Linked DNA regions of Mus musculus: regions 1, 3 and 4 are each linked to region 2. Evidence: chromatin contacts called from public HiChIP or PLAC-seq data. All regions are on one chromosome and are shown on one strand. Each heading gives the region's core, a stretch centred on a gene start, on an enhancer-like site or on the middle of the called end of the contact. The rest is flanking DNA. Distances are from core to core; before and after follow the strand shown.

Region 1 (5,502 bases), core at 2,997-5,496, 430 kb before region 2:
GGTCTTCAGGTAGATCTACTTCCAATTTTCTGAGGAACCTCCAGATTGATTTCCAGAGTGGTTATACCAGTTTGCAATACCACCAGCAATAGAGGAGTGTTCTTCTTTCTCCACATCCTTGCCAGTATTGCTGTCACCTGAGTTTTTAATCTTAGCCATTCTGATTGGTGTCAGGGTCATTTTAATTTCCATTTCCCTGATCACTAAGGTCTTTAAACATTTCTTTAAGTGCCTCTCAGGCCTTCAACATTCCTCTGTTATAAAGTCTCTATTTAGTTCTATATTCCATTTTTTTTAAAAAAATTAGGGTGGTTTTTGGTGGTTAGCTTCTTAAGTTCTTTATATATTTTGGATGGTAGCCCTCTATCAGATTTGGGGTTAGTAAAGATTTTTTCTTTCCCAATCTGTAGGTTGTCAATTTGTCCTATTGACTATGTCCTTTGCCTTACAAAAGCTTTCTACTCTCACGAGGTCCCATTTATCAATTCTTGATCTTAGAGCCTGAGCCATTGGAGTTCTGTTTAGGAAAATATCCCCACCCCCCTGCCTTTGACAATGAGTTCAAGGCTCTTTCCTACTTTCACTTCTATTACATCCAGTGTTTCTGCTTTTATGTTGAGGTCCTTGATCCACTTGGACTTGAGCTTTGTGCAAGGTGACAAATATGGATCTATTTTCATTTTTCTACATACAGACTGCCAGTTAGACCAGCAACATTTATTGATGATGCTTTCTTTTTTTCCGTTGTATATGGTGTAGCCATGGTAATAGGCCTGTGCTCCTGCCAACAGACTCTTACTCATGACTCATTAGGTCACACATATGTACACAATGGTGTCAGTGTGTCCTGCTCTCACTGCCTTCTGAGAATCAGTACAGCAGCAGAAACAAGACTCGGGAAATGTGATTCTTTCTAGCTCTTGAATTTCAAAATCCTGGACTGGAACCAAAAAGGATTTACAGTATAGAAAAGGGTCTAGAAGAAAAGCATCATCCATAAGAAACGAAGAGCAGGCAGCTCCCTTTGCCTAGCCCTGCTTGTATAACCATGGCCAGCTGGATGATGGAGGATGTGAGAAGCAGGAAAAGCTCTGTCAGGAGGGCTGAGGCAGGTACACACAGGGTCAAGGGCAAGCCAGGCTACAACCTATGGACACCCACTCAGTCAGGCCTGACAGGAGCACCTCTCAGCTGGTTATTGCAATATGGCCTAATGTTTTTGAATCCTTCACAAAAGACCCAATGAAATTTTATTTGGAAGCTCTCTTTTAAAATAGTGTTATGGAAAGCATAAAACATGTTTAAAAATAAGCAGGGTATATATAAGGAACCTCTTGATACCTGGTCCCGATGTTTCAACATGATCCACAAGAGCCAATTTTCTCATTGTGCCCACCACTTCTCTGGTCCCTGTTATCTTAAACCAAAGCCCAGATTCATCATTTCCTTTGTAAAGTCGGGAGCTCTTAAGGTTCTGTGTGTTTAATTGCATTCATTTGTTTGGTAGGGTTGCTGTGTTCATGTATGGAGGTCAGAGAATAATGTGGAAGTCAGTTCTCTCCTTCCACGTGTGGGTGTGCACATTCAAGCTCAGTTGACAGGTTCACATCCTGGATGGCTTGTGCCTTTTCCTGCTGAGCTATCTACTCAGTCCAGAACATGTCACTGGGTTCTCTGAATGGCTAACACAGGGATAGAGAGTTGACATTCTGGGTTTGTCCTTTACAAAAGAGAAAAGATGCTGGGTAAAGCTCCTGGTTAACTTGTAACAGATTTCAAGTTTCATTCTGAACTGGGGGTGAATGTTCATTTGAACTGGGAGTGTATGTTTGACTAAACTGGGGGGCATATGTTTTTAGCAGAACAACTTTTACTATATTTGTTTGTTATTTTGTTAATCATTTCCTGATTTTGTGTTTTATTTTAATTTTCATGTTTTGGCATCTTTTCCATTGTCCCTTTTGCTTATTCATATCTTGTATTTTCAGCACTAACACACAATTATCCTAAAACAAGCAACAGACTTTTTTTTTCTATATTTAGCCCTGAATAATAACAATCAGTTCTCTTCTAGGAGGAGAAAGGGTGTTGCCCTGTCTACCCAAAAAAGGCTAAGAATATTCAAATGAATGTTAAAAGATCATGGAAAATACATTATTATTAAAAGTAAGTATTAAGAACTTTAAACATATACCACCTTTCATATAGCTGCAAAATGCACACAGTCCACTGGAGGGTGAGGTAGTTCAGTGGTACAGCAGTGTCCTAGCATGCTCAAGGCCTTCGGCTCATCCTTTGAACTGAGAAAGAGGAGGTGGGGTACAATCACAAGGAGGTTTACATTTTAGAAGAACAAAATATAAAACTTTTTGTTAGTGTGCATCTATGACCTGTGTGTGTGTGTGTGTGTGTGTGTGTGTGTGTGTGTGTGTACCATAAAGAATGTATGGAGGTCAGAGGTCAAATTTCAGAACCTGGTTCTCTCTTTCCATCTTGGGATCAAACTCCTATTGTTTCAAGCTTGTATGAAAGCATCCTACAAGCTGAGCCGTCTAGCTGGACCCCATAGTAAGAAATGTTAATGTCCCTTCCTCATTGCAGCTAGTATTCATCTGCATGGTAACAGAAACCCAAATACAGAAGGTGAGTCTGAAGAGTCTCTCCTGCACCACAGGAAGTCTAGCAGGAGGCCTCCAGGGGAGGGCTGCAGAGGACAACAGGGGCTCAGACTCCTAGAGCGAGCGGTGCTCTCCTTAGTCTCTTTTCACCAGATGGCTGCTATGTTCCCAAGCATTCATTTTGCATTCTAGGCACAAGCAAAATGCTGAAAGAACTCACATGCAACAGCATTTCAGGAAACGCCACCCAATATCCTCCTCCCTTTCAGGTCTTGTTAGGCCTCAGCTATGCCTTATGGCCACTCATGGCTGTAAGATGTTTGCTTATTTGGTTTTAGCTGAGTGCATATCCATCCTGCACAAAATTAGAAACCGCCTGACTATAAGAGGTAACTGAGCAGCCCCTCCCCCCACAGGTCAGTAAGCTAACGCTGTGGCTCGATGCCTCCTGCCGCCTACCACCTTCCTATGGAAGCCCTCCCTAATCCTCATGTGATGCCATTTGGAGATGGGGCCTTTTAGAGGAAACTGGGTTTACTTGGGGACACATGGGTAGGATTCTCATGTTGGGTTTGGTGGCATTATTAAGAGGAAAAGAAAGAGATCTTTCTTTATGAGCGTGCCACATAAACATGCATAGCAAGAAAGTAGCTGTTGATAAGCCAGGAAGAAGGACCCTCCACAACCCCACAAAGCCAGAAAGTGGGATCCTCCACAACCCCACAAGCCAGGAAGTGGAACCCTCAACAACCCCACAAGCCAGGAAGTGGGATCCTCCACAACCCCACAAGCCAGGAAGTGAGACCCTATACAAACCTCACAAGTCAGAAAGTGAGGCCCTACACAAACCCCCAAGCCAGGAGGTGGGACTCTACACAAATTCCCACATCAGCCAGCACCTTAACATTGGTCTTCACACCCTGTAAAAACCAGGGAGAAATAAATGTCCATTGTTCAACCCCATCTTTGCCTACATGTTAGAGCAGACTAAGAAAAATCAGCCAGGAACAACCTCCATCCCCCCAACTGTAAGGTTATGGGTCCCGCATCTGCTCTGCTACAGGGCTCTGCCACTCGGGAAGGCAGGACGCAGAGAGTTGACCACGCTTACCCCGCCCTGTCATCAGGCGGGTGTCAGGCTGTAAGGAAGCCCCGAACACCATTCCGGGGGGCAGGGAAGCACAACCTGAGGTGCGGGACAGCTGGATCTGGTCTGGGGTTCCCTAGGCCTTTGACTAGGCCGGGCGGTCTGGTTCTCAGACTCTCGGACATCCAGGGGCCGCTGGGAGCCTTGGAAGAGCTGAGGACTGAGTGGAGGCCTGCAGGCTGGATCTAGCCCTGGGGACAGGGGAAGAAGTGGGGTGGGGATGGTGGCCGTGGCTGGGAGCACAGAGAGACCTTCTACAGGAGGTTAGACTGTAGCTCTATAGACAAAGGTCTCCATGGGTCCCCATGGCAGATCCCAGTGAAAAGGGACAGTCCATGTTTTTAAGATATTTATTGTCATGGTGGAAAGTGGGTGAATAAAACCAAACCCCACTTCTCAGGGCGGGCCTGAGGTTCAATACCTTTTGCAGGGAGGAGTGTCTGGGAAGGGAAGCTTATCTGGCTAATGCCTCCAGGTAGTTATCTCATTAGTATGGAGATCTGTCTTAAGCCCATGTGACCACAGGTCACACCCTCTACATATGGAGGGGCTTGGGGTGTTGCCCTTGCATGTCTGATGGCCACAAATCTATGGGAGAGTTGAGGCTAGTGACAGGGGCCTGGTGCCTGGAACAGGTGAAGCACCTATCGGCCCTTCAGGGTCTCCGGGGTTTCAAGCCTTAGCTCAACGGGGGAACCAAGCTACCTTTCACGGTCCCACCCCCAGCCACCCCTACAGCTCCCCAAAACAGTGAGAGGCAGTGAAGTTGAGATATGCAGAATAATGTAGAAGCAGAAGTCCAGCCCAGGCAGTGCAGTGGTTGCTGCGGCTGCCTTGAGTATGGCGTGGGGAAGGTTGACTTGATCTAAATGTTCCATCCCTTGATGAATGCTCACTTTGTAGGAGGTGGGGTTACATGTCCAGTCCACTGTGGTCGCTATTCACGCGGACGTTCCGGAGGCCATGGCAGTGTGTTCTAACCATCGTTATTTTCTGAGTAAACTTCTCTGCTCTGGATTTCCCTCCCAGATCACTTGTTGATTCAATGAGTGCTTTTAAATTTCCAAGTAGCTGGTTTATTTTTGTTTTGTTGTGATTTTATTCCACATCCTATGTTCCTCGGAGAATGTAGCACACTATGTCCCCTTTTAGAACTGACCGTAATTATGTTAGCGACTTAGCAAGTAATATGTGAGACCATGGGGTTCACTGCCATGCACCAATGAAACTTTCACGTATGTAAGGTAGCCACCCATTCTGTCTCTAAAGTGCTCTTTGAGGCTGGGACAGGCTTAGAGGCCAAAGCAGAAACTGCGAAGAATCTATAGGGGGTGGAGTGAGCTGGGGTGGGGCTCATGTGTTTGAGTTAATCACTACCATGGTTGGCCAGAGAGGGGAACAACCTGGGCAAAGTTCTGGAGAAGCAGTGAACAGGAACTAGAAGGTCAAATGTTGGTGCATTTTAGAGGGTGGCCAGAGAGGAGCCAAGAAAACAAATTCTTGTTTGATTAAATCTATACATTTCTATGAATCGTTTCCAAACTTTGAAAGGAATGGCCTGTCAAACAGTTCATTCTAAAATGTAAATTATGCCTTGACCCTATAGATTAATATCAGGAATACACAAATAAAGAATATTCTAAGCTGGGCAGTGGTGGCACATGCCTTTAATCCCAGCACTTGGGAGTCAGAGGCAGGCAGATTTCTGAGTTTGAGGCCAGCCTGGTCTACAGCATG
Region 2 (5,819 bases), core at 961-3,460:
GTGTTCTGAAGAATAATCAGGGCAACTAAGGGGGCAGAGATGAGAGCAATTATTCTGTATAGGAGAGTTTGGAAAGTCTTCAACTGAAACACATTACCGTATTACCCATGGATACCTGGAGAATCCCAGAAGGAGGACCCTGGGGTGGGACCTCACAAACTCTTCCTTCACCCACATTAGAATGTCAATAGCCCAGACTTGTACAGATAATCTGTGCTGCTATAAGTTTATGCTTGCAACATTATGGGAGGTTCAAGGACTAGTGTGGGACTGTAATGGCCTAGGATTACAGAGGAAGAATCCAGGAGAGTTTCAATCCCAGGCCTCAGGCAGCATGGAGTTGGCTCTCTCCCAGCTCCCATCCTGGCACCATAAAGTTGACTCCCCCATCATCAACCCTAGTAAGAGTTTATTACCCTCATAGTTATTAGGCTTCTTTCTGGTTTGACCTTATAAGTCCTTGTGCTCCCACTATCAGCCCACTGCAGCCCCTGAATATGCAGATGATGCCTCTTCCAACACCTCTGCCCTGGCCATTGTACAGGGCCACACAAACCCAGGCCACCTCCCCAGGAGTATAAATACCCCTTTTCCAACCCCTCTCCATTATGCCTGTACACAATTAGATGTGAATATGGTTAAAATCAGATATTTTATATAAGGGGAAATGTGCAGAAAACAAAAACAAAAACAAAAAAAAAAAACTCAGTAAAACTAGAGAACCATCCAAATTCCACGCCTAGTACCAAACTGCTCCTTCTCCTAAAGTCAAACCCAGACAGTGACCAGAGCCCTGAGGTTCCTTGCTCATGTGGCCCCCTGTTCCCTTGCAAGTGTATTCTGATCTTTTCCATTGTTTTGCTTTGAGTAATACTCCTTCACTGCTTTACAATCTGTGTGGGTTTTGCCTCACTGTTAAACAAGAGCCTGGGAACACACAGTGACTACTGGCAACACCATCCTGGTGAGCTAGGACAGAGCAACAGGCAGTAAAATGAGAGATGGTGGAGATGGTGGTGGAAGAGACAACCACACAGGTTTACAGGCCACAGTTAAGCATGTCTGCCTTCGTTCTGAGGGAATGAGAAGCTGAGGAGAGCCGACATGTTGTGACTTATACTTTAGAAGTATGATTTCATTCCATTAAAAAAATAAATAAGCAAGAGGGCAGGGTATGGAGCAAGAGCCGTGCTTTGGACCAGCTGCCAGAGGAGGTAAGGAGCTGTCTGCTTCTGTGGTTTAGGTATGGCTACCTGCTCTGATGGGCTCCATGTGGGACAGGAGAGAAGAGGTCCGAGATCGGAACCCAGTCACGAGGGAAATGGAGCACAGAGAGAGGGAAGAGTAAAAGGGCAGGTCAAAAGGTTAGGTTTCTTTGTCTTTTTTTGTTTTGTTTTCATTTGCTGTAGAATAATCTTTTACAATGTCTTTTAAGCCAGGCAACACTTGGGAAGCAGGGACAGGCAGTTATATAGTGAGTTCCAGGACAGCCAGGGCTATGTAGAGAGATGGTCTCTTTTCAATTCCATACATGTATAGATTTACCATATAATTCCATACATGTATACATGCAGAGATTCACTTCTTCCACTCCCTGGAATTCCCAACACATTCCCCTTTAGCCGTCGTGTCCTTTCTTTCTTGCTCTCTTTGTAATTCATCCAGTCCACTTAGTGCTGCCTGTCAGGATGCTGCCTAACCTCATTGATTCAATTTTGTGCAGAGGTCATAAGCAGTATTACAGCTGCAGTGAGCTTATGCACACAATGGCCACACTGTGTGCAGAGGAAGCATTACACAGTACAAAGTTGTGTGCAGTGTTATATTGTTAAAGGTCCATGATTCATTGAAGAATGATACCCCAGACTCAAATAAGTAAATGCAAAGAGTGTTTTATTCTGCAGAAGTCCAGCATGATGGGGTCTCCCCATTACCAAGATAGGGAGACACCCAATTGAGCTTGCAGGCCTGATTTAAAGCACATTAGGGAATTTGGGGGTAGGTGGCCTCTATGTTAATCTGTTGGATCCATCTCTACAGACATTCCATTACCAGAGTGTGGGGGCTGGAAACTTGCCAGGGAGGTCTGGGAACTGTTTCTGAGGAAGTAGCTGAGGAAGTCTGGAAACTGCTGCTGACCCACTGTCCTTGCTTCAGGCCAGGTTGCTGGGACATTCCATTGCCTGGAGCCTGCAGTCTTTTTCTGACTTGTCTGGGCTTGCCTAGGCTTGCCCAGTTTTTAGGCCTAGTCTCCTTAACTACCAATTTGAAGTCTGTCCTGGAATCAGCCTAGCCTTCTCAATGCCTTTGGTGAGTTTATGTGCACAGCGGCCACACTGTGTGCTGAAGGTAGTATTGCACAGCACTCTTCTCCACTCTGGTCCTTTTCCGATGCCCCCTGAATCTTGATGTGGTAGTGGATGTAGATGTCCCATTTAGAACTGTGGATTCAACAGTCACTTCCCAGGCCATGGGCTTTTGACCAGGTTTACAGTACCAGACATGAATTCCTCAGGAGGCCTCAGAGCCAACAAGAGAGTGGCTGGCTCTCCCAGTGATCTTCATGCCTTTACTGACCCAGGCACATTTTGCCTGGCAAGTGACTATTGTAGCACGCAGGATCCACCACTTGGGAACAGTATTGATCACTTTTCTCTCTTGGTGGCCTGCACAGCACCTATTAGCACTATGAAAGATAGCTACCAGGAAGTTGTCGAGTCAGTTCTAGCTTGATTTCTCTCTGCCCTGAAATAAGTGCCGTGTCTTCAGCCAAAGGGTCTTATCATCTAGTTATGGTGGGAGAATGAGCAGTAGTGGTGGCTGTGTGGGGACCTCTAGGCCTCCCTGACAAACACCTAATAAGGTGGGATCCCTCATCTGGCACTGAGACTTTTATTTAATAACTCATGTCTTGGGCTGGAGAGATGGCTCAGCGGTTAAGAGCACTGACTGCTCTTCCAGAGATCCTGAGTTCAATTCCCAGCAACCACGTGGTGGCTCACAACCATCTGTGATGAGATCTGATGCCCTCTTCTGGTGTGCATAAAGAGAGTGACAGTGTACTCATATACAAAAAAATTAAATAAATGAACCTTTTAAAAGAATACCTCATGTCCTTCTGGGCAGGGGGGCTGGGAAACAACGCACCCACGAAGAATGTTGTGCTCAAACTCCCTAAACAGTTTTTTAAAATTATCTTACTAAGTAGAGGATTTCCATGTAGGTTGTCAGACATTCTAGGCTATAATTAATTCACCCCACCAGCCCCTCTCTTTCCCTGCCCCCACACGTGCTTAATTGTTAACTCCCCATGTCCTCTCCTACTTTACACTACAGGCACTCTACGCTAAGCCCCACCCATTGGCCCTTTCCACATTCCTGGGCTCTACTGAGACTCCAGATTAAACACACACCCCTAAAAGTTCCCCGAGGATCCACCTATGACAGGGGACGAGAAGCCATTGTGTTAACTGTGGGGCAGAGCTTAGACAGAATGCTAACTCATTGTCTTTCTGAACCTGAGCTACTCATTTCATGTTCTATTTTTCTAGCTCAGTCACTTCACTGCGAATTTCATAATTTCATTTTTCTTTATACATGAATAAAATTTTACTTTGTGGGGCTTGAGAGATGGTTTGGTGGTTAAGAGCACTTGCTCTAGAAGAGGACCTAGGTTTGATTCCCAGAACCCACCCACATCCTGGCTCACACCTGTCTGTTACTCCATTCCCAGGGATCCAAAACTTTCCACTGACCTTATGGGTCACCGGACATGCACATTGTACACATACATACATACATACATACATACGTGCAAAACACTCCAACAGATAAAAAAATTAAAAAATAACTAGTGTATATGTATCATGTCTTCATTAACCATTAGTTGATAGACATCTAAGCAGGCAATATTTATTTGCCTTATATCTGGGTCCTTTTAAAAAGGCTTTTTTTTGTATTATGTGTATGAGTGTTTTGTCTGTGTATATTGTATATCTGTGCACCACATGTATACAGGGTCTAAGGAGGCCAGAAGAGACCATTTGATCCTTTGGAACTGGAGTTAGGGATGGCTGTGAGGTGCCACATGTGTACTAGCAACACAACGTGGCTTCTCTGTAAGAGTAACAAGTGCTTGGAAGACATCCTTTCTTTATTCTTTTCCATTGGTGTGTGCCTGTGGGCAGCAAAAGGAACGGTGGGAAGTCAAATCATGGATCCAAGCTGACGACCTGTGTTCTGCTTAATATTTGCTACTCTAAGGGATGTGTGTGTGTGTGTGTGTGTGTGTGTGTGTGTCTGTGTGTGTGTGTGTGTGTGTGTGTGTGTCTGTGTGTGTGTGTGTGTGTGTGTGTGTCTGTGTGTGTGTGTGTGTGTGTGTGTGTGTGTGTGTGTGTGAGTTCTCCAAGCAGTTCTCTCTTTTTATTCAAAAAAATTCTCTGGATAGCTCATCTCCTGCAGAACACAGGTTCAGTCTTTCATTTTCCACATCAATCCAGCCATTTATTCCAGGTTTTCCTTGTGGTTACACCTTATGATTCAGCATCCCAAGACCCCAGCCTTTCGATTCTTATCGATAGCAAGCTCACGTTGTTTTTAACATTGCAAAAGACATCAGAGTCTGTCTGTCTTCATTTAGCACAGACTATAAACTAAGTTGGGTGAGACCCTACTCTGAAATTACCATTTCCACCATGCCTAGGCCCAACCTTGCCTTGCCCAAGGCTGCTCATGAACTCAGAATCTATCTACCTTTGTAAACACAAACAAACAAAAACTTAGCTGGGTGGGGTCTCTTGAGATCTCCACCCCCTAAGTCTCTTCATCTCCTTCCTAGTAACATGGTGGGAAATCAAATCATGGATCCAACTTCACAGAGCAACTGCTTTTGTTCTTTAGATTCATGAAGCCCCTCATATAATTCATACTGCATTCTTATATTTTCCATAGTTGAGAAATTGTATATTTTTGAAGTCATGTATTTAGAGGTCTTTCCCCATAGCTTTAAGGGCTGTCCTGAAGGTCTCAGTGTTTACCATTTTGCTGAGACATAGCCACACCCTCGACTCCTGGACTCGTGCTATTTCTTTTTCTTTTCTTTTTTTAAAGAATAATTGATTAACTAATTAATTTAATGTATATAAGTACACTATAGCTGTCCTCAGACACACCAGAAGAGGGCATCAGATCCATTACAGATGGTTGTGAGCCACCATGTGGTTGCTGGGAATTGAACTCAGGACCTCTGGAAGAGCAGTCAGTGTTCTTAACAGCTGAGCCATCTCTCCAGCCCACTCATGCTGTTTCTAATTATCATGGAGTCTTTAAAGTTAACAGGGAGCATATTCCTCTGAAGGAAAGAGTTCTCCACTGCTAGTGGGTTGTCTTAGTCATGGTTTCTATTCTTGCACAAACATCATGACCAAATAACAAATTGGGGAGGAAAGAGTTTATTCAGCTTATACTTCCACATTGCTGTTCATCACCAAAGGAAGTCAGCATGAGAGACCCTAAGGGATTTCCAGTCGAAAACCCTCCTTATAGCTTCCTCTCCCACCTGGGGTCAAGGCTAGGCCAAGTTCCATTCTCCACCCACAGGATCATTCTTGAGTAAAAAAAGTCTCAGAATGTACTGACTGATAGTAACCTGGCCTGGAAAGTCTCAGATAGAGTTCAAATGCTGTCATGCTTGCTAGCCAATAGATTTAAAGGTCAATATGCTTAACCGAAAAGTTTGAACTATAACTTTGCTGATGTAACCTGTGCCCCTAAAACGTATAAAAACTGCTTATAATAGCCATTTGAGATCGCCTTCTCAT
Region 3 (5,596 bases), core at 816-3,315, 460 kb before region 2:
TGTCACTTGATTCCACTTATCATAACCTGTTAAGATGCAAACCTAGCCAGGCTTGGTGGCACACACCCGGTATCAGGAAGCAGAGGCAGGGGCATTGTGATTTCAAGGCCAGCCAGCTCTGTATGAAAATGGTGTTACAGAATAGGCAAATCCACAGAGACAGAAAGATGGCCCATTGCCTGAGACCAGAGATGAGCCTAGGATTGGGGACCAGCCACAAGGGACAGAGGGTCAGTCTGAGGTGATGACTTTTAAAACCAGATTGTGTGGTGATTACACAGGACACTTAGAGCAAATACATCTTACTGTCCAAAAATTATACTTCAATTTTAAAAAGTCAACTCATCCCGTGGTAAGCCTTAAATCATACTTTAAGAGAGGCTCTTCAAAAAAAATATTCCAAAGCATTAAGTAGGACAGGAAGCCAAACAAGATGGGTTTCAGGGCAATAGCCCAACTCTTTTTTAGATCAATGTAGCAGTGATTTCCCCCACCAGCAACCCACTGGTGTAATGCTATCTTCACTTTGTTATTTCATTCATTCATTCTGTTTTATCTTTTCTTTTTTTCGTTTGTTTGTTTGTTTGTTTGTTTGTTTCTCGAGACAGGGTTTCTCTGTATAGCCCTGGCTGTCCTGCAACTCACTTTGTAGACCAGGCTGTCCTTGAACTCAGAAATCCACCTGCCTCTGCCTCTATTTTATCTTTTTGTGATACTGGGAATCAGACCAGACCCTCCCACATTTCTTACTTTTTGTTTTGAGGCTCAGGCTGTGCTTGAGTTGACCATCTTCCTGTGTCAGGGATCACAGGCCTGGGCCACCAGACTTGGCTCTATGCTGTCCTTTATGATCCAGAGAGACAAAGGAACAGAACTGTACATTGTTCACGTCCTACCTTGGCAAGAGCCCCAGCTGGAAGCCAGTACATGCCTCTTAATGCTGTAGTTCGTGCAATACTATATCTAGCCTGGTTCTTGAGCCTTCTTCAAGGCAGGCCTGGGACCTCACCCCAATCTAAAATACCTGGGTGTATCCAACTGGAGCAGTTGAGACACCACCCTGCATTCTTCTGTCTCTAGCCTACCCAGCCTGAAGTTGCTTGTATTGTAATGTTAAGTGCAGACCACCACCACCCCCACCACCCCCACCTAGAATCTACATATAGCCCTAATGACCCCAAGTTAATTCTGATTGGTGAATAAAGATGCCAACAGCCAATAGCTTGACAGTAGAGAAGTAGGTGGGGTTTAGGTTTCACAGGCTTGGCAGTAAAGGACTATGAAGAATTTAGAGCTTATTGTAAATATAAAGGCTGAGAGTGCGACTTTTACTGGGGAACTAGTTGGTTTAAGGTGGGGTTGAAACCATGGGCTTAGATTTTAAATGATTTTCTACAACAACCCAGCTCTTGCCTAGCTGCAGTTGGCCTTCTAAGCTGCTCCCTGGAGTGTCTGGATGCTGCGCAGGAAGCTGCTGGCACAAGGTCAGAGCTTATGTCGCCCGCCTTGTGTCTCCAAAGCCCTTAAAGCCAGCTCAGTTGCAGTTCCTAGGGAAAATGTCCCCTCTACCCCTCTAAAATCAAAATGAGGGTTTGATACACTGGAACAGATGACCAAATACGCAGCACAGAGATACACGCTGTGCACAGGGGCAGCTCAAGAAGGGGATCACTCACGAACGCTTCCTCAGTGGCATGGGAAATCGGGGAATCTAGCCATCCTGAGAGGTAGTGAATAATTTTCAAGGTAACTGAAGGTCCCAAAGACAAACAATAGAGGTAAATTAATCTCTCTGGTGTGGGCCAAAGCTGCAGGCAATAAATAGCCTGTGACAAAGTCTGAGTGTGATGACGTCCCTGGGCCTTCCCTGGTTGGCAGCATCTGTGGGAGGAAATCAAAGGCAGCTGTATCCTTTGGCCAACCTGATCATTAGGTAGATCAGAGACTACTTTTTTACTTTTTTTACTTTTCAAAGTAAAGCCTGTTCCAGCCTCTGCTGACCCAGGTACCTTTCATCAGCAAGTCAACATACCAGAGTGCTACATTTGGGAGGTAACATTCCTCGGATTCCTTCGACAAGTAAACGCCTTCTGTCTACAGAGCAGGCTCCTACCTGTCACTTCAGAAGCCATGGTCCCACCTCCAGAAACTTGGGGCCCTCGATACTTTCTTTCGTTCAAACTACTTTACAAGTTTTTTCTCCTATAATGTTCATAAAACACAGGCCCCTGCAAGCTCTGCTGTGTACCAGTCACCCTATTATCACAACCAAACAATAGAAAGGATATCACAGGCTGGAACCACACAGTCCAGTAGTCTCTCACAAAATGCCAAGTAGGCAGAGAATGGAATCACCCCTTTTTAAATATTAAGGAGACAAATGGCTAGAGTTTAAAAAGATGTGTGTGTGTGTGTTCGAAAGTGCATGCATGTACATGTCTGGCATGTGTGTTTGCATGTGTCTGTGCATGTTTCTTCTGTTTATGGTTGAGGTGTATAGCAGAAAAGCACAGACAATGGCCAAAAGAAAATCAAGACAGAATCTCTTCATAAACTAAAAGGCACAGCTGAGTAAGCTGCACCCGGAGACGCAGGGGAAAGCAACTGGGAGCCCCTCTCCGGCCCACAGGGAGGAGAGAAAAGTGCTGAGGGTGCGTTTTCCAGAGCAGGTTCCCAGTTCCTCAGTCAGTCACCCCATCACTGTGAGTCCTGAGATCTAGACAATGCCTCAACCTCTGGTCCAGCCCTCTTCTTAGCAAGATCATAAGGGAGGTGTCAAGATCACGAGACCGTGAGACAGGAAGTAAATGTCTCCACAGGTGATCTATCTGCCTTTTGTCACATGGCAGTTTTATAACAGCAGGAGAAGCTGCCCACGATTAGTAGAAACTTCCTGAAAGGGATGAGGGAACCATCGCTCTAGGCTGACTCAGAAGTCCACATCAATTATCAACTTTCTAGCGCAAGTCCTTTCTTGATATTATATTTGGCAAAACACTATTAAAAAAAAAATCTAGAGTCACAAGAGAACCTGAGGAACAACTGCACGCTCTGGCTAACTCCTGTCTGTCTACTGTGATCAGTCAGGAGCCCCATCCCAAGGACATGCTCTAAAACTAGGGCTTGCAAAAGAAAATCAGAGTGGCAGAGTTCTCTAGCACATTATTTTCCCATGTGTTCCAAAATCTGGAGCCGTCGGGAAGTGTTTGCTTAGGTGTTTGTGGCCAAAGGCACTAACATGTTATCTGGAAGCTGGCCTGCTCGTGTTTTGTAGGAAAATTCTAGCAATTCCTAAGCATGTAAAGGGTCATGCTATCCGTGGGCGAGGAGCATGCATGACATCGAGGATGCAGCAGTGGCTGGTGTCATTCAGAAGAACTAGGTTTGTCAGACCACTGTCCAATGGCCAGGCCCCCACTCTCCAGATTGTCACTAGATTCCACTACCACCCTTCTCCTCTCTTGCTCATCTCTGTGTTAGTCCCTAAGCACACCGGGTACAGCCCTGTCCCAGGCTTCCCTGTCACCTGGAAGCCTTTCTCCCCAGTGACTCTCTCCACGTCTTCTCACTGAAGCCTTCCCTCACAGCCTCTGAAAGGCTGTACTCTTCGTACACGCTTTACTCTGTGATTTTCCACATGTAGCACATCAACCCATCGATTCAACCCTTTACCTTGTCTCTCTCACTCCACTGAAATCCACAAGGGAAGGGATTTGCAGTTTAGGTTTGCCCTTGAATTTGCAGTGTCTAGAACAGTGGTGACCCCATAATGGAAATGTAATGAGTGTGTTGCATGAATGGATGAGTTAGGAGTAAACGTTTCCTTGGGCTGAGAGTTGAGCATAACTGTCACAATGAAGACTATGAAACATCATGGACCAGAAGCTGGTCCTCCAGGTGTGTGCAAGTGTGTTCATGTGTCATCATGCATGGTGACACACATCTGGAGATCAGATAACACTTGTGGGAGTCATTCTCTCCTTTTATCCTGTAGATCAGACCGTCAGCCTCCGAAGCAGTGCCTGTATCCACTGAACCAGCTCATCAAGAGCTTGAGACGTATGGGATGTGAAATGTGTGAGATGCGAAAGGAGAAGGAAGGACTCTCTGGGGAGGAAGAAAGGTAACAGAAGGACAGAAGGAAGGAGGAGGGCAGTGGGGTGAGAGCACTAACAATGAAGTTTAAGAACATATATGCATGTAAGTTCCATAATGTCAACTTTACAATGTAATCAAGAAAAGATCTTTATTTATTTTGACTCACTGTTCTGGTCCAAGGTCAAGAGGCTACATCTGCCTTCTATCTGGCAGAGTCCGAAGGTGGTACAGGACATCACAGCTCTAGAGATAGTAAGTATGCATCCTCCCGTACTCTACAAGCAAACCAAGTTCTGTTCTGTTGTTCACAGTCAGGATTCATGGTCATTGTGAGTTTTCAAAACGGACAAACCACAGCATCTCTCATTTTCAAATGTCTGGGAATTTAGTTGTTCTTGTCATTTCTTTTAATTTTTTTATTTTTATTTTAATTTTTGTTTTGTTTTGTTTTGTTTTGTTTTGTTTTTCGAGACAGGGTTTCTCTGTGTAGCCCTGGCTGTCCTGGAACTCACTTTGTAGACCACGCTGGCCTCGAACTCAGAGATCCACCTGCCTCTGCCTCCCAAGTGCTGGGATTAAAGGAGTGCACCACCACGCCCAGCATCTTTTCTTTTCTTTTCTTTTCTTTTCTTTTCTTTTCTTTTCTTTTCTTGTCTTGTCTTGTCTTGTCTCGTCTCGTCTCGTCTCGTCTCGTCTCGTCTCGTCTCTTCTCTTCTCTTCTCTTCTCTCCTCTCCTCTCCTCTCCGCTCCTCTCCTCTCCTCTCCTCTTCTTTTCTCTTTCCTCTTTCTTCTTCCCTCTTCCCTCTTTCCTCTTTCTTCTTCCCTCTTCCCTCTTTCCTTTTTCCTCTTTCTTCTTCCCTCTTTCCTCTTCTCTCTTCTCTTTTTTCTCTTTTTTCTTTTCTATTTTGGTTTTGGTTTGGTTTGTTTGGTTGTTTTGGGTTTTGTTTTTCAAAACAGAGTTTCTTGGCTATCTTGGAACTCAATCTGTAGACCAGACTAGCCTGCCTCTGCCTCCTGAGTGCTGGGATTAAAGGCTTGTGCTACCACCATCACCAGGCTGGTTCTTGTCATTTCTGTTTGTGTGCAGCATTAAGGATAGAACTTGGGGCCCTGCACATGCTGAGAAGCACTCTGCCACTGAGTCATGGCTCCCAGCCCTCTTGGTCAGCAGTTCTAACTTAGAGCAATATGGCACTGTTAAACTCCTGGCTCCTGGGTATCCCACTGCACCCAGCATCTCTTAGGAACTGAGACAACCAACCTTTTTTTTTTTTACCTCTGTTTTCTGATTGTCTTGACAGCTTTACTTAAATGAAAAAGGTAGTTTTTAAGGAGATAGTGTCAAAATTATATAAAAATTTTAAGTTTTTTTTCACACTATGTATGCTAGGTGAATACATTGAGCTATTTCTTTAGACCTTTCTGTCTCAGTTTCTTTTCTTGTTATTGAGATAGAATACTCTGTCAAAAGCAACTTAAAGGAGAAAGGGTTTGTTCT
Region 4 (5,544 bases), core at 2,957-5,456, 320 kb after region 2:
GAGTATCATAGAATAGGAGGACAAAATGTGAAAGAAGTTAGAAACACAGTCACCTTGTGGCAGATTGGAGAGGACAAAGTTAGTCTTTAAGGCAGAGAATGTAGAAATAATGCTATATGGTTCTAGCTTGAGCGATTATTTTGATTCCATTTAAAGTGAAGAATACATGTTTGAATGTTATCAGTTGAAGATGTCAAGGAAACAACTTAATTATATATACTTTTATGCTTTATCACTTCTTAGGCTGGCCTCCTAGCAGAGTCTCCCCCTATCTTTTCTACTGAACAGTTAGACTACAGAACTCTCCATTGTGCCTTTTTAGAGGTCTTTATTATTCATATTCCTTTTGAAAAATTAATTAAATTTTATTCATGTTACCTCCCAATCACTGCCCCCTTCCCCATCAACTTCTCAAAGAATCCTTACCCCCTACCTCCTCCTCTCCTTCTCTTCTGAGAAGGTGGAGATCCCCCTTTGATACAACAAGTTTCTATGGAGCTAGGTGCACTGAGGCCAAACAAGGCATCCCCCTAGAACAGCATATCCCGTAGACAGCTTATAGGATAGCCTCCACTCCAGTTGTTCAGGACCCACGTAAACAATAAGCTGCATATCTGCTATCTATGTGTATGGAGGCCTAGGTCCAGTCTGTGTATGCTCTTTGGTTGGTGGTTCAGTCTCTGAGAGCCCCAAGCATCCAGGTTAGTTGTTCCCTCTGTGTAGTTCATATCCCCTTTGGGACCTTCAGTTTTTCCCCCAACTCTTCCATAAGAGACCCCTGCCTCCTTCCCCTGTTTGGCTATGGGTCTGTGCATCTTTTTCCACTGTCTGCTATATGGAGCCCCACACAGGGATCGGTGCTTCCCCATGGGATGGATCTCTAGTTGGGCTGGTTACTGGTTAGTCATTCCCTCAGTCTCTGCTTCATCCCCATTCCCTGTATTTCTTTTAGACAGATTTTGGGTTGAAAGTTTGGGGGTAAGGTGTGGTGCCTCAATCGTTCCTCTGGGGTTCCTGCCTGGCTACAGGAGATGTCCTCTTTAGGTTGTATATCCCCAAAGCTGTTTCTTATTACAAATAGTCACATTTTTCAGATTGTCAAAAAATGATAGTAAATTCATAGCTTTCTTGTTATATATGACAATTTTGCTTATATGTTTGTTTTCTTTCTTTTAGAGATAGCATTTATCTGCATATATCTAATGTCCTAGAATATAATATGTAGATCATGCCGGCCTTGAACTCACAGAGATCTGCTTTGTCTGCCTCCTGAGTGCAAGTTCTGGGATTAAAGGCATGAGTCACCACACCTGGCCTTCTTTCTATACAATATTTATTGAAAGCAAACAGGAAGGGACAAAAAGTTTTATGTGTTAACAGAGATTTTTGTTTGTTTTTTAAATGCTGATTGGAATGAAGGAAACCATTAATGGATTTTTCTGAGATGTGAATGTCACTTTTGCAGTTTGAAGAATGTGAGCATAGCATAATTGAGATAAGGACAGAAGGGGAGGTTGTAGCCTTTACTATATCTAGAAAATGCATTACTACCATGGCGAGAATCTGAGATCTTTCTATGGGTAGTTCATAGCAATGTTTAGGTGATGCCATGGAAGGGTATACTAGAGAAAACAAAGACTGCAGGTAGACACTGCTACTTAAGACAGGAATAGTCCTATATTTTTACTTGAGAACCTTCATCAGGGTTACACTAGTCTTGATCAACAAGTAGTCCACAACATCAACCACAGAGTAGACCTACCACTAACAATCTCCCATGAAATACTTGTACTATCAGTAAAATGGTGTTTTTATCTGTTTTAGGCTACATTTATCCTGTCTTATATTGTAGGTCGTTTTAATTCATAACAGAATCCTAGCTTTTTTTCCCAATCCGTTGTTACATTTAGAATAAAGTCTGTGTTTATCTTTAATAATTTTAAAATACATCTAATACATTTCTTTCTTTGGGTCTTATTCTGTGCTTACTACATTCATCCAAGATCAGAGGACAACCTGTGGGAATCAGTTCTACAGCCAATCATTAGGCTCGGTGGCATGCGCCTGTGTATCGGCCACGGCAGGTGTTACCAGCAGAGTCATTTTACCACCTCTAGCTCTGCCCCTTCTCTTTCATCAACCTTTTAAAGAAATGGTGGCAAAGAAAGTGGACTCAACTTCTTTCAGTGTGTGTGTGTGTGTGTGTGTGTGTGTGTGTCTCTGTGTCTTGTGTCTATGTCTTTATGTGTCTGTGTGCATTGCATTCCTCTATCACAGTACAGATGTGGAGGTCAGAGAGCAGTTGGTTCTCTGTTTCCACCATGTAGGTCCTGGGGCTGACACCAAGTCATTGTCCTTGGTGGTACGCACCTTTCACCTACTGAACTACCTCGCCAGTTCTGCGTCCAGTTAGATTGTGGAGCTCTTTCTGTCACTTCTACTCACAGATTCAGCAGAATACTCTGGGATTTCCTTAGGTTCTTCATCAGGGCTGTGAAAGGAAAGTTTACTGTAGATTTCCTGTTCTAAAGCTCCCTTGTTTTCAAAATTAGTCCCTAGAGTTGTCATATTTATATTCTCCCCATTAACAATTTCAGCCAAGGAATGAAAATTTCCAACAAACATTAAGTTGGAACTCAGGACCTCAAGCTAAGACATTTTTTCCCTCCCCTCCCCTCCCCTCCCCTCCCCTCCCCTCCCCTCCCCTCCCCTCCCCTCCCCTCCCCTCCCCTCCCTTCCCCTCCCTTCCCCTCCCTTCCCCTCTCTTCTCTCTTTCCATTTCAAATGTTATCCCTGTTCCTGGTTTCCCCTCTGAAAAACACCCTCCCCATAGCTGTTCCTTATTTAGATTTTTGACACTGGGTCTCATATGAACCAGGCTGCTCTCAAATTCAGTATGTAGCTGAGGCTTACCTTGATTGAACTCTTTATCCTTCTGCATAGTCTTCTCTCCCCACACCCCACCTTCTTGACACACACCTCTAGACAGAATATTACTCGAAGACCCAACTTGCCCTTAAACTAAAACTCCTCCTCTTCAGCTCCCTGGATGCTGGGAATATATAGGCATACACCACAGCTTACAAAGCTTTGCCATATCTTTTATATATTGAATTTATGTAAGTATAGATGATCGTGTGCTTGTAGATCCTAGACCCAAAATACCACATATACAGAAGGACCACTTTATATTAGCTTAGTAAAATGATTGTCATTAGATCATTGTTGTTACTTACAGAATATTTCTTTGGTATTCAGCGCATTTCATTAACACTGGGAATTACAGTTATAGTAGTAGCAGTATAATAATAAATTCATTTATACTCTATGGAAAATACCAGGGTGTTAGGTTTTATCTTTTTTCCCCTTCTGCCATGCTGCCTTACTTGGGCAATGGATGAAAACTTGCTTTTTAAATGTGTTTTTGAAAGCATCCTTTTTCTAGTCTTTGTTTTATTTGCTCACCTTTTTCAACTTAAGTTTTATCAAATGATAACGGCAAAATTCAGGTTCATTAAAAATTGTGCTTTCCTTTAATCTCTTCACAAATAGGTCAGAATTTAACTTAGTGAGTTTTTGTTGTACATAGAATGATAATCTGCGAAGAAATAAGAAAGAGACGTGGAAATTATGAAACACGGATAAACTTCTATTTCAAAAGTTGCTTGGGAACAATGATCAGCTAATATAAAAAATGCCGAGGCGCTGGAATGATTGCAGAGCAGTTAAGAGCGCAGGCTGCTCTTACTGAGGTCCTGAGTTTGAACTCCCAGCACCGACATGGTGGCTCAGGACAATCTATAAAGGGATCTGATGCCCTCCTCTGGCCTGCAGGTGTACATGCAGCAGAGCTTTCATACATAAAAAACAAACAAAAAAAGAGAATGTTAATGAGAAGTTGAAAAATGCTACTTCCACCTAATCATTTTCTTGGATACATTTATCCTAAGAAACATAGTATTAAATTTTCAGACATTTTTAAAAGTAAGGGTAGGAAATTTTCGCAAAACAGTTTTTAAAATTGAAGTTAAATTTTTTATTTCTTCTGATCTATTGATAAAATAGTGTTCTTATTTTATGTAGAGTTTAAAATGTGAAGAACTTCATCTTCATGCAGAAAATCTTTCAAGGCGTGTCTGGGAGTTGCTGATGCTTCTTCCGACTTGTCCCAACATGCTGACGGCATTCCAGAATGTCTCAGACGAGCAGGTGAGCCCACCCGCAGGCTTTGTACTCTCCCAGCAGTGTTTGTGTACAGAGATAGATGGAGGCTAGAGGTCCTCTTTGGATACCACCACCACCACCATCATCATCCCTGCTACACACACACACACACACACACACACACACACACCTCTGCCCTCTCAATGGCAGTAATACAGACATGTGACAGCTATGCTCAACTTTTTCAAAGGGTACTTGGGATCCAACTTTATGTTTCTGAGGTAAATATGTTACTGATTGAGCTATCTCAGTAATCTCCTTTTGCTAATTTAATAGGAAAAAAGTGTCAATTTAAATATCATTTTTTTAAAAGTTATGTAACATAAGTAAAATGCAAGTGATCTTTTGTTAAATTGTCTTTAGAAAAATAGGAATTTGCCTTTTAAAAAAAGATTTTGTGTATTACATGTATGAGTGATTTGTTTGTATATATCTGTGCACCGTGTGCATGCCTGGCACTGCAGAAACCAGAAGAAGGTGTTGGTTCCCCTGGAACTAGAGTTGTGGATGACTGAACTGCCATTGGGTGCTAGGAATTGAATCTGAGTCCTCTTCAAGAGCAATAAGTACTTTTAATTACTGAGCCATCTCTCCAGCCCCAGAGTAGTGCTTTTATTGATAAGGTTTTTAAAAACTTGTATGTTTTGAATATTTCTTTTTGACAGCAAAACTAGGAAAATTGAGATAAATATAATGTGATGATGAAGTAACAGCCATCAGACCTTGTTTTAGGTTGTTATACAGATCCAATGACAGAATTGTAAAAACAAGGCAACAGAATTTAATACATAGTTAATGTTTCTTCTATAATATCAGATTACGTATAGAAAGTGTTGGATATCATTGTAAATGCCTTTACAGTGAAAGATTACATTACAAAGAGATTTATGCTATTTTCTTTCAATGCTAAGTTCTTGAGAGTACATGTATGTACGTGAGTGAGGTCCCTATGGAGGCAGAAGAGGGTGTTGCATCCCCAGGAGTGGTAGTTACAAGTAGTTTTTAGCCACTCTACATTGATGCTGGGAACCATAACACGAGCCATATATATTCTTAACCTCTTAGTCATCTTTCCATCCCCTCTTTGAGGTAGGAAACATTAGCTACCCTCCTTTGGAGGCAGGGACTGACTATGTAGCCCTGGTTGGCATGGAAATCATCATATATCCTAGGTTGTCCTTGAACTAAAAAAAGATCTGCCTTCCTTTGCCAAGCCCTGAGATAAAAGGTGTGTGCCTCCACACCTAGCCCAAGAATGCTTTTTTTTTTTTTTTTAAGATTTATTTATTTATTTATTACATGTAAGTACACTGTAGCTGT

The links. HiChIP or PLAC-seq counts read pairs in DNA pulled down with a chosen protein or histone mark.
Region 1: a contact with region 2 is called in an H3K27ac HiChIP or PLAC-seq map of embryonic stem cells, with 5 read pairs. The contact joins two enhancer-like sites. A contact is called at or near these places in 3 of 484 Hi-C or Micro-C datasets (muscle stem cells, palatal mesenchyme and reprogramming fibroblasts) and 2 of 115 datasets of contacts at active chromatin or transcription factors (cardiomyocytes and embryonic stem cells).
Region 3: a contact with region 2 is called in an H3K27ac HiChIP or PLAC-seq map of embryonic stem cells, with 10 read pairs. The contact joins two enhancer-like sites. A contact is called at or near these places in 3 of 484 Hi-C or Micro-C datasets (muscle stem cells, palatal mesenchyme and reprogramming fibroblasts) and 4 of 115 datasets of contacts at active chromatin or transcription factors (cardiomyocytes and embryonic stem cells).
Region 4: an H3K27ac HiChIP or PLAC-seq map of embryonic stem cells shows a contact between it and region 2, with 5 read pairs. The contact joins two enhancer-like sites. A contact is called at or near these places in 1 of 115 datasets of contacts at active chromatin or transcription factors (embryonic stem cells) and 1 of 9 other capture datasets (liver).

Annotation. Positions count from the first base shown.
Region 1 is chr11:22,643,360-22,648,861 of GRCm38.p6, forward strand. No RefSeq gene overlaps it. Among named protein-coding and RNA genes, the nearest start is that of Gm40816, 8.0 kb to the right of the region's middle. Within about 2 kb of position 4,247, at least 17 of the 459 cell types and tissues checked have an H3K27ac peak or open chromatin away from gene starts, as enhancers often do. A contact at or near this core is called in embryonic stem cells, where this site is marked.
Region 2 is chr11:23,078,456-23,084,274 of GRCm38.p6, forward strand. No RefSeq gene overlaps it. Among named protein-coding and RNA genes, the nearest start is that of Gm12059, 16 kb to the left of the region's middle. Within about 2 kb of position 2,211, at least 33 of the 459 cell types and tissues checked have an H3K27ac peak or open chromatin away from gene starts, as enhancers often do. A contact at or near this core is called in embryonic stem cells, where this site is marked.
Region 3 is chr11:22,620,041-22,625,636 of GRCm38.p6, forward strand. No RefSeq gene overlaps it. Among named protein-coding and RNA genes, the nearest start is that of Gm12052, 11 kb to the left of the region's middle. Within about 2 kb of position 2,066, at least 39 of the 459 cell types and tissues checked have an H3K27ac peak or open chromatin away from gene starts, as enhancers often do. A contact at or near this core is called in embryonic stem cells, where this site is marked.
Region 4 is chr11:23,397,370-23,402,913 of GRCm38.p6, forward strand. Usp34 (ubiquitin specific peptidase 34) reads left to right here. Exons shown (of 80, transcript NM_001190401.2): 30 at 4,084-4,209. Among named protein-coding and RNA genes, the nearest start is that of Gm22753, 80 kb to the right of the region's middle. Within about 2 kb of position 4,207, at least 7 of the 459 cell types and tissues checked have an H3K27ac peak or open chromatin away from gene starts, as enhancers often do. A contact at or near this core is called in embryonic stem cells, where this site is marked.